Linked DNA regions of Mus musculus: region 1 is linked to region 2. The links are chromatin contacts, called in public promoter capture Hi-C maps. All regions are on one chromosome and are shown on one strand. Each heading gives the region's core, a stretch centred on a gene start, on an enhancer-like site or on the middle of the called end of the contact. The rest is flanking DNA. Distances are from core to core; before and after follow the strand shown. Region 1 overlaps Vwa8 (von Willebrand factor A domain containing 8). Region 2 holds the start of Rgcc (regulator of cell cycle).

Region 1 (5,474 bases), core at 824-3,323, 200 kb after region 2:
CAGGCTTTGCTTTGATTCTTGAACTAATTGTGTATTTAAACAAATATACAGCCAGGATGGAATAAGACCTTTCCTTAAATGATTAAAAACCATCTCCCACCAAGCCAACATATTAAGTAAGGTATTCGAAGAAGTCACATGTATTAGAGAAAGTAGATTTACCTCTCTGGTTAATGGCTTCATTTTTCACAGCTTTAATGTCTGACTAAAGGTCAGGAGCAAAGAAGCTGTCAGAAAGTAGTAGCCTAGGCACAGCCTGCAGGGCTGCGGGCAGAGAGCACATCTGCCTTGTTCCTGAGTCGGACAGGAGCGGCTCTGCCTAGATCACACATCTCCCTGCTTTAAAGGCCCTGCTGCTAAGGCAGGGCAATGACAGCAGCACTGAGTGGTGACAAGCTCCGCCCTAAGTCTCTGGGGATTGTTCAGCGGCAGCATGGGGGCTGTGGGGGTGAACCTGGTGGTGAACAGGTGAACTGGGAGAGCATTCTTGCTTTCATAGGACAATGACAGTAAGGACAGAGGAGAGATTACCTGGGGACAGGGATGTAACGGAGTTTCTTTGCTTGGAGATCAGTAACCTCTATGTAGCCAGCTGTCTGGGGGGGAGTAACATCTGCAAATAAGTCGCAATACAAGCCAAGTGTTAAAGGTGCAGAGGCCAAGGTGGACCCAAGGGTGGGACTCTGGGAAAACCAAACACAACACACACATAACACAAACACAACACATACATGCTTTTAAAGGTTTTGTCTGTCTGTCTGTCTAGCTACATGTGTACCATCTATCTTCCTATCTTCCATCATTTTTATTATAGTTCCTATCTTCCATCATTAGAAGGAAATGCCCAGGTTATTCATGCTGTATCCATTGATTGTGGCTCACAAAATAAACAAACAAACAACACCAGAAAAAAAGAAAACAAAAACAAACAACAACAGTAGTTCTAGTTCTGCAGTTGAAGGATTAAAAAACAAGCAAGCAAGCAAACAAACAAACAAACCAAACTATCATAAAAACTCAAGGTGATGGGTTTTTCTGAAATGGGATGTCTAGACTCCTCAGTGCACCTTTATGTATGCAGCCGAGGTATGTGTGGACCCTACTAACTTTGCAGCAGCCCTGCTACCCAGCATGTTGGGCGGGGGTGGGGCGCTCACAGCACGGGGGTGGGGGGTGGGGGTGGGGGGTGGGGGAAGCAAAGTTCCTCCCTTTCCCATTTCTTTTCCATTCTGAGCCATTGTGGACCTCTGGGGACTTGGAAAAGATTCCAGAGTGGGGATTGTCGATTTGGAGCCAGGTATGAGAGATTCAGAGGTGTGTGTGTGTGTGTGTGTGTGTGTGTGTGTGTGTGTGTGTGTGTGGAGGGGGAGGGAGCAGTGCTGGAGGCAGGGGCACCAGGAACAGGGGACTGAGGAAAAGGGTTAAGATGTAATTTTCCCACCCAACTGAAGTAGTTGTCCCTAGGTGACCATCTGCAAGCAGCACATGCTTGTTATAAGTCACACTGTCTGCCTTGTGCTTCTATGGAATATAGCTGATATTTGATAAGGCTGTATACCATTTATAATGTTTTGACAATTTCTGATTCTAAAATCCAGCTGAAATGAGGTGAATTTATATTTAGTCTACAAATATATATTTATTGACCTTTTTGGTTTTTTTTTTTTTGTTGTTGTTGTTGTTTTGTTGTTGTTGTCTGTCTTGGTTTTTTTTTTTTCTAAAAAGGACAAGCTATTGAAGCTAGCACTGCCTATCTAACTTACCTAAACAAGGTTGCTCTGTCACTTAAGGACATTTTCAAAAGCACACAGCAGGAGGCTGAGTTACTTTCTGACCACTGCAAGAACAAGTCTACTTGTTTTAAAATCTTTTACTACATCATTCTTTCTTTTTGTTCACAATTAATTCCACAGACAGAGGAGGAGGAAAATGCAGAGATGGCTATGTCTTCTGTCCAATCAGGAGAAAGCAAGAATTGACACTGATCTTAGATACTTCATGCAGCAGCAAAGGGCTCCGTGGTCACACAGGTGCCTGGCAGTGTTGTGGCAATGGTGCTAAGTGCTTAAAAAGAGTCAAGAGTAAAGCTTACTGCTCTAAAAATAAACCAGGAGACTAAAGTATTTACAGAAAGGGCCTTATGGGTATCCTTGAGTGGAATTTGTGGATGAATTAAGGAAGTGTATCTGCTGCCAGGTTTTTCTCCAAGCTTAGCTTTATCCTGCCATTTTAAATGTGCCCATACTTAGGAAGATGGAGGCTTAGTGTATTTCCACCATGGTTACAGCCCAGGTGGATTTCAAAGATAGGTACAAACTGTATTTAGGGATTAGTCCACTCACCATTAAAGGGAAGTCATTGCTGTAGTGTTTATCACTGAGTTCCCATGAACAGTGGAGTGTTTATATGTACAGGGCCAAGGTTAGGGCAGGAATAAAAACTGTCAGGTAAAACAACCGAGAGAGTCTGCAGAGGCAAAGGAAGTTACTTTACAAAATTCACTTCTTTTGGAAATGTAATGATGCATTTCTGCTGGCCACTAGGATTGAGGTCCTTCCCTCTGCATTCACGGGTTTAAAGTGACATGTGTAGAATGTTTCATTGAATGATGTTTTCCAGTAACAGTCTTTATGTATGTGTGTAATCATCAACTGTAAAAAAACAATATAGTAAAAACAGTGAAATGTACTGTGTTTAATCAGAAGAAACGTGAATGTTCAAACTATCACAAAAAAAAAAAAAAAAGCAAAGATGGAAGAAGGAATTCTGATGGCCATGCCAGCACTTGAGTGTGTCCGATGGGATGCTGGCAAGAGGATCTAATGGAACAAGCACTCCTGAGCTGTGTCACAGGGACAGGATGGATGAAGGAGGGTGGACATGAGTGACGAGGAGGGGACCAAGGGGAGTCCCGTGTCTGGGTGGATAGAAGGGCACTGTGCTGTGGTGGGAAGTGTCTACCAAGTCCCCACACTTGTCACTTGGCCCCCTTTCCTGTCATAATTCCTTCATTTCATTAACTCCCACACATCTTTCAGGAATCATTTAATTATCATCAACTGGGCCATAAGCTGCTCCTGTGTTTATAGAGCACCTTGATTGTGTGTGTGTACATATACACACATATATATACACATACTACATTATATATACATGCAGTATACTATATATGTATGTTATATGTATGTGTAGTATATATCTACTATAGTAATGCTGCGATGTACTGCAGCTGCCACACCATTCAGCTGCTTTTATCATGCAAAGTATTTTAAGGCAATATTGATTATTTTCCATGAGTTTCAGTGTGGAAAGAACTAATTCTTAGTATACTTATTTAAACACTGAGTCTTTCAACTCAGTAATGGTTGTAACACATTTAGCATTATGGTGTGGACTGGTTCTAGTGCTATTTGAGTTAATTCAGCTCCCCAAATCACATGGAACCCTTATGTCTGCGCTGAGGGTCCCTGCCCCAGTTGGCTCTGTCTAAGAAATAACGTTGTCTGCAGATGACGGCTGGACAGGGAGACAGAGGCAGGGCCACTCCTCTGATTGGGTCTGGAGTAGCAGAGATGGAATATAGATTTTAGAAAGTAATAATTCAGGAATATTGGAGAGGAGAGTGTGCTAGCCATGGGGAGGTTTGGAACTGCCCAGCCATTAAGCTGCTTAAGGTATTTAGAATAGAAAGCTGTGTATGTGTGTCTTTCTTTCAGAAATTCAGAACATTTCAGCGGATGGTAGTGAGAAGCGCCTATAGCCAGTGGGGAGTTCAGAGTGGATTAACAACCACACTAACAAGCCACACTAACACAACACATACAAGTCCAGGATAACAGCACTATCGCCTTGCAAATGACAGGTCTTATAGTGGCTATGCTGAATACCAGTGTGACATGGAAGGAGAGTTCTCAAGTTGATCGTGGGAGGGCTGGGCACAGACCTGCACCCCTCGGCCACTGGTGACCCCAGGTTATTTACCTTCTCTCCCTACCCCGAGGCATAACGCAAGTTAAATGAAAAGCAAGCTAATAATGGCGTGGGGTTTGAAGATCAATGGGTGGACACAAAAATGATCAATTCTGCACTTCGTACGCAGTCATCAACATGAGGTGACTGAAGCTGGCGGATTAAAGCAAGCCACACACAAACTCTCCTCTTGCAAGCTCTCAGAAGCCGAGTTTTAAGTAAGTCATGGTACATACAGGCACAGTGTGAACAAAGATAAACACTGCAGAGCCCACAAGAAGCGACCGTGTGAGGTGTCCACCGACTTCCCACACACAGAGGTGTTTTTAGCTACTTTAACAGTCAGGGTGGTTTATTCGTGTAAACAGAAAATGACAATGATAAACTAAACATCTCCCCACAAAAGCAAGCTGCCTTCAACCGTCTTGGCAAGCTGAAATGGTTCTGCACCTTTTGGGTAGAGGTCTTTCAGAGGGACTTCTCCTGGGGGCAGAATCCTCACCACCTGATTAGTATGTGTGAGAGTCACGCAGTTGTTGTGCCGTGGGGTGGCATTTGTCCGCTTCCCTGTGTACATTGTCATGCTGGTAACACTTGGTTGTCTCAAAGACGAAGACCTCTTCCATGAATAAACTTCACTGGGTGACTGAAAAATAAATAAATAAAAAGAGAAGACAAGGAAAAGGAGAAAGGGTGCTAAAATCACACACCTATTGCAATCACCACAATGCTTAGAGTACTTTGCCCCTTAAGCTAGTGCCAGTGCATAAATTTAAGAATGGTCATCACTGATAATGACATTTCTTGCAGATTAGGGTAAGAAAACTCTGTAAGTTTATAATAATTTATTGATTTTGATAACTGCATAAAGAGCTAATGAGGAATGACATAGCCCTTTGTACAACCTTATGAAGAAATACAAAGAAATTCGCATACAAGCAGGGAGGCAATGTGGTAAAGGATTAGCTAGGGGCCAATCACACCTGAGCTGACAGTCTCTGTGGGAGGGAGGATCTCTTCCGGTTTCTCCACGTGTAAAGCTCTGTGGCATTACTGTATAAGAAAGAGCTGTTGGGATGAAAGGGCTTAGAGCAGCAGCAGTGTGTTACTGCTTTGGGTGGGCCTCAGAAGCGTGCTTGCTTTGAATGCTGACTTTCATTTAAATTTTAAACTGGGCGTCTCCTCCATGGTGGGTACCAATCATCCAGAGAATGGCTTTAATAAGGTTATAACCGTGTGGCCTAGGAAGGGTTCTAAAGGATTAACATAAGCAGTAGCCTAGACACAGCTTTCGCCTTCGACCTTTTTCGTGGCAGCACTATATTTTAACCCTGATATCTTCAGCCGGAGTAAAGCAGTGAGATCACTTTTTAGACAGTCCCATTTCCACAGAAAAGCTCTATTATTTTTCTACCTCAGCAGCAAGGGCGGCAGCGAGCTCATCAGTGCGGCTCCATCGTTCCATCCAGGCTGCGTCAGACACCGTGCTGCGACAGCACTCTGCA
Region 2 (5,478 bases), core at 1,486-3,985:
GAGAGGCAGGAGGTTAGCCATGATAACCTGGAGGATTCAGAAAGATGAGACCCTTAGGTGATGCTCTGGACAAGTTTCATGAAAAGAGTGGCCAGCAGTGTGCAGAGAAGAGGTGGCTATGGTCTGACTATGTCAGACCTTGGGGTGGCCTGAACATTACAATCTCATTGCAAGTTTGATCCTGTCAAACAGCGGGGCCTTTGTGAACTGGCTGTCACCAGAATAGAGCTCTCCCAGATGGAAGTAAGGGTTACCAAAGGGCTTGAAGGGGGCGCCGTTTGCTCTTTCCTTCCTTTCGCCCTGTGAGCAATCAGCAAGCCCTCACCAGACAGCACTGGGTGGGAGTCTTGATCTTGGGCCGCCTGGCCTTCGGAACAGTGGGGAAGAAATCTCCGTGATTCACAAATTACCTAGCCTGTGATATTTTATTATATGATAGCAAAGCATATCTACGGGAGAGACCGGTTAAAATAAAGATCGGGTCTTTACAGCACTAGAAGTCCTGACTTTCCTGTTGGAAATTAAAGGAGACATCAAGTCTTTTTCTTGAGGCCATTGCAGCCAGAGACTGAATGACTGAATGAGCTTTTGAAACCTGGAAGTTAGGTAAGTCTCAGTGAGGAGATGAAGGATACAGCTCCCCGTGCCTCCTGAGGGACGGGTTGCACCTGAACACTGAGGTCATTGACTATCTCTGTCACCACTGTCAGGTGGGGGGGGGGGGCATAAAAGGCCCTAGGATATGGAGCCCAGCCAGAAGGCTCTGGAGAACAAGGGTTTAAACCTTTACCTGGTTCTAGGGAAGAAATCAACACATGTGCAGCACTGAGTGAGGCCTTTGCACTGAGATGTGTGTAAGGATGGGCTGGGGGCAACCCAATTTCACACCAGGTGAACTGTGGACAAATGAATTGTGTTCCACGCACTAACTGAACAGGTAATTGGCATCTTTTTTTTTTTTTTTTTTTTTTTTGGCTGCTCCTCCCAGATTGGTTGCTGCTGTTGGCTTATCTGCTCTGGGGCTCAGTGCCACCCTTGACTGCTTAGTTCTTCTTCACCCTAGGGAGGCAGGGTGTGGCTAACTTCAAAGTGGTGCTGAAAAGAGACAGGCCTGCCTTCTATTAAACCACTAAGGGGTAGGCAAGCCCCTTAGCTGCTCTATTCCAGTTTTCACACCTGCCGACCACTGGCAATGATTATATTATTCAGGGGTGGCTGTCAGGAGTGACCTGGTGCATGCCACATTCTGACACCTAGGAAGGCTGGAGTCACTGGGGAAAGATGTCCTCACATAACACCATCCAAAGATTCTGTGATGATGGCCGTTGATCACTTGAAAGTGTCTAGTATAGCTAAGGAAGTGTCTGGTGTAGTTAAGAAAGTGTCTGGTGTCTGGACTGAAAACTTTCACTTTATTCAATTTTGATTGTTTTACATTTATTTATTTATTTTCTTTTGCAGGTCTGAGGATGAGCCTTCAGACTCAGGGCTCACCCATGCTAGGCAAGCACTTTATTGCTAAATCATATTCCCAGGCCCCAGCTAGCCCCTTACTTTACATTAATTTAGTGGTGTGTGTGTGTGTGTGTGTGTGTGTGTGTGTGTGTGTGTGTATGTGTGTGTGTGGTGTGTGTGTGGTATGTGTGTGTGTAGCATGTGCATATATGCACACAAGGCGTATGTTGTGCCGGACAAGATCAGAGGTCAACCGCAAATGTGATCGATTCCCTGGGCACTGCCCACCTCCATTTTTAAGATACAGCTTTTCATTGACTTGGAGTTCTCACTTTGGGATTGGCTGGGGAGTCCCAGGGATTTGCCAGCCTTTGCCTCTCAGGGCTGGGATTATAAGTGGTGTCCATCTAGTTTGGATTTTTTAATGTGGATTTTGGGGCTTGAACTTGGATCTTCATGCGTGCACAGTAAACTCTTTACAGACAGGATTGTACTATGTAGGGTTTTTTTTCTTTTCTTTTCATGCAGTAGTCCTCAAATCTCCACTCTCTTGCCTAGACCCCCTTCTACCATCCTCCTTAGGGCTGGGACTATAGGCGCAGGCCACCAGCAGGCCTCTTATTTTACGTTTAATAACTACCTGGGGCAAAGGGCTGTTGGTCACCTGAGGCAGGAATTCTACTGGGCTGTGCTAAGGATGGACGCTCAATCATACGGACCCTATACCAGAATGCATCTGTCCATGTGGTACTCTGCGCTCAAAGATCATCTCAATTGAAGACTGCATTCACCTCAACCCACTGCCCTCAGCTGTCCACTCTGTCCACGCACAACCTTATAAATTCCTTGAGAAAAGTCAGATGGAGGACTGGTTCTTTGCAGAGGCTACTGAGGCCCTTGGCTCCTTTATTTTTGCAGCAAACAAGGAGGCTTTCTGCATGTGCAGTTCCATTTCATAGATGAGGCTCAAGGAGGCTCAGCCAGAAGGCGGGAAACAGGGTAAACTCTTGGAGAACTCTGATGCCCGCAAAGACACTTCCTTGGGTCGGGTTGTCAGGGTGGTAGAGAAAGCGGCGGGTAAATATTTGGGGCGGTATCCTGGACTCCGGCGACACCCGTCACTGCGGTTCTTCAGAGGCCAGCGCGTGGCTAGGGCGGTGCCGGGAGTAGGGGGTGGAGGGACAGGGGCGTCCCCTAGGTCGTCTGGGACTTACTCAGCAGCCCCGCCCCGCCCCGCCCCTGCCGGTGGCTATAAGACGGAGTAGCCGGCGGGTGGCGCGGCTCAGGCGAGTAGCTAGCGCTCAGGCTCGGCAAGGAGCAAGGCAGAGGCACCGGAGCAGACTGCAGTGCAGGCGGCAGCCACCAGGGCCAACACCTCGCAGCATCTCTGCTACGCGTGTCACTGAGCAACTTCTCCATGAAGCCGCCCTCAGCGCAGAGCAGTCCCGCGGCGGTCGCGGCCGCAGGTGAGTGCCTATTTGGAGGTGTCTTCTCCACCTCTGCGCCCCGGGATCGAAGCCAGGGACTGCGTCCACGCTAAGCTACACTCTCAGCTCCGGGGCCCCTGAGAGCTGGAGCCTGCAAGTAGGGGCGAGAGAACAGAGGTCGCTAAGGTCTTCTTCCACTGCCCACCCTTCTGTCCTCCATCACCCTGGCATCCCGTCTCCGGATCGCTCGTCCGATGCAGGTTTAGTTTGGTTTTCCACGCGGGACAAGGAACCGGAGTCTGACACGTAACGGGTGCCTGCTGACTCAGACTTCCCGCCGCCACGCGCTCCAGGGAGCGAGCGTGGGCAACAGTAGGAAAGCGCGTGGGGTGGGCTAGGTGACTTCCAGACTTTCAGCTCAACCCACGGAGGCTTCTTCTCCTCCGTGTCTGGTGACAGGCGCTTTAGAGGGTGGTTGGGAGGTTACGGAGTAACTGACTGCGTGGCTGTCACTGGCAAAGGCAGAGTGGAGTTCTAGGGAACGCTGGCCGCCCCTCCAGATGCCCTCTGTGCCCTCCCTCCCCTAGCCCCGGCCATGGACTCCGCGGCCGCTGCAGACCTGACCGACGTGCTGTGCGAGTTCGACGCGGTGCTGGCCGACTTCGCGTCGCCCTTCCACGAGCGCCACTTCCACTATGAGGAGCACCTAGAGCGCATGAAGCGGCGCAGCAGCGCCAGCGTCAGCGACAGCAGCGGCTTCAGCGACTCGGAGAGTAAGTGAAGCCCTGTTGAAGTCAGTAATCCTCAGACTCAGGCTTCCTAAAGCTCTAGATTCACCTGGGTTATCTTTAAACTGAGGCACGACATCTGGGGAAAGTCAGACCCGGGGATCTGCACGGCTCTGAGATGCCTGAAGAGTTGACTTTCTGAGTCGTTAGCCCAGATGTGCGGGGGTCATTAAGGCGTTCTTGGGGAGAGAGGTACGAGGGTGGGTGGGTGGCTCTTAAAGAGCTGTGGGTCTACCTGTCACGGCAGGTGTGTACCATGAGGCCTGAGGGTTTGTGCAGTCAGCCAGAACTCCTGGGAGTCCAGCCAGGCCTTCCAACCTTTTCCCGCCTTTCTACCCACTCTTCGCTCTTCATTTTTTTTTTTTTATTTTATTTTATTTTGAGACTCTCCCAAGGTGATCTATGTAGCTGCGGGTGACCTCGAACCTCTCTGATCCTCTTTCCTCGGGCTTCAGGGTGCTGGGGTGACAGTGCAATGCCACCACATTTAGGCACATCAGTTTATAGGCAATGCTGGGGGTCAGACCTAGGGCTTCTTGCACGCTAGGCAAACACTAGACCAACAGCACCCTCCCTTTCCTTTTCCAGAATGGGTGTTGGGGAACATGAGGACACGAGTGAGCACAAGAATGAAACATTTGTGAAACCAAAATGGTTTCATAAGCTGCTGTTTTTGGAATGCTTGAAATAACTTCGTTCACTTTCTGCCTAGCTCCCAGGCTCTTTCGCCACTCCAGGCACTTTTGAAACAGTCTCCCGCTGGGCTGCTGAGTTCAAGTACAGGGTTTCAGGCACGCCCACCCTCCAGGTTACCCACAGAAGGTCATCCTAGTAACCTTTTCCACATTGCCTCTGGAGAGGGGAAGGGGGAGGGGAGGGGGAGGGGGAGGGGGAGGGGGAGAGAGAGAGTTAGTTTTCAGTAACTCAAGTGACCTGCAAGAACAGTGAATTTGGTGACCTTTTATTTATTATTATATAATTGTTTTCAAATCTTGGCTTATTCACTGTTTTTCAATGTGAACTTTAAATTCTGTTTGTTCTTGTGCCCTTAGTCCCTAGATACAGGCTCAGACATCACCAATTGTGCTGTCCCCAACTCTGGGAGTAAAAGTCACATTGCTGTTTTGAAATCTAGAAACATTTTCCTTTGTTACTAGGTGAAGATTCTGAGCCTGAGCTGTCCTCCTGAGAAGGGATGATGTTTGACATCCAGGTCAGGATTTGAATCTGAAACCCAAGCTCTGGTTTGATTTTCCTTAGCCACCTACACAGATCACCACGTGACTTAGGGGGCGAAGGGGGAGGGAAGAGGGCTGGTGAGCTGTTCATTTCCATTTAGAACTTTTGCGTCTTGATGCCAATGACCTGGTCACTTGTTCTCAGCAGTCAAGTGAAGCCTGACGCTGGAAATTTTTCTCCACAGCTGTGGTGTAACTTGAATATATTTCTTTCCACTGGGTCAAGGAACAAATTTTTCATTGTGTATAAATTCTCTTCTCCACAGAAGAGAAGGCTAGGTCTGTCCCCGATGCTCTGTAATCAAGTTCAGCTCCTTGCTAAGCCCCAGCCTCAGTCTAGATTAGAGTCTGAATTTGTGCAGTGATGTCGAACAGCACCCACCAGTTCTGCCAGGAGGGGTTTCAGATCCACGGTATGTTTTTAGGAGTCTCAAAAAGAGAATTCACCACAGTTTCTTAACAGTTGGAGAGAAGATTGACAGAATTTGCAGTTTTCTTAGGCATATCTCTGTGCATTTTGCTTTCTGCTTTTGTTGTCAACTTAAGCTTTCTTTCTGTGGTGGTTGGAGA

The links. Promoter capture Hi-C pulls out the DNA fragments that hold promoters and counts their contacts.
Region 1: a contact with region 2 is called in a promoter capture Hi-C map of neural stem cells. The contact joins the enhancer-like site here to the promoter of Rgcc in region 2. A contact is called at or near these places in 4 of 39 promoter capture datasets (the 3T3-L1 cell line, the C10 cell line, maxillary cranial neural crest and 1 more), 2 of 484 Hi-C or Micro-C datasets (female germline stem cells and myocytes), 12 of 115 datasets of contacts at active chromatin or transcription factors (bone marrow-derived macrophages, craniofacial prominence, embryonic forebrain and 8 more) and 2 of 9 other capture datasets (adipose tissue and liver).

What each region holds. Positions count from the first base shown.
Region 1 is chr14:79,097,375-79,102,848 of GRCm38.p6, reverse strand. Vwa8 (von Willebrand factor A domain containing 8) reads right to left here. Exons shown (of 45, transcript NM_027906.1): 35 at 4,420-4,615; 36 at 532-613. Among named protein-coding and RNA genes, the nearest start is that of Gm30970, 35 kb to the left of the region's middle. Within about 2 kb of position 2,073, at least 1 of the 459 cell types and tissues checked has an H3K27ac peak or open chromatin away from gene starts, as enhancers often do.
Region 2 is chr14:79,298,892-79,304,369 of GRCm38.p6, reverse strand. Rgcc (regulator of cell cycle) reads left to right here and starts at 2,735. Exons shown (of 5, transcript NM_025427.2): 1 at 2,735-2,921; 2 at 3,470-3,655. The coding sequence starts at 2,873.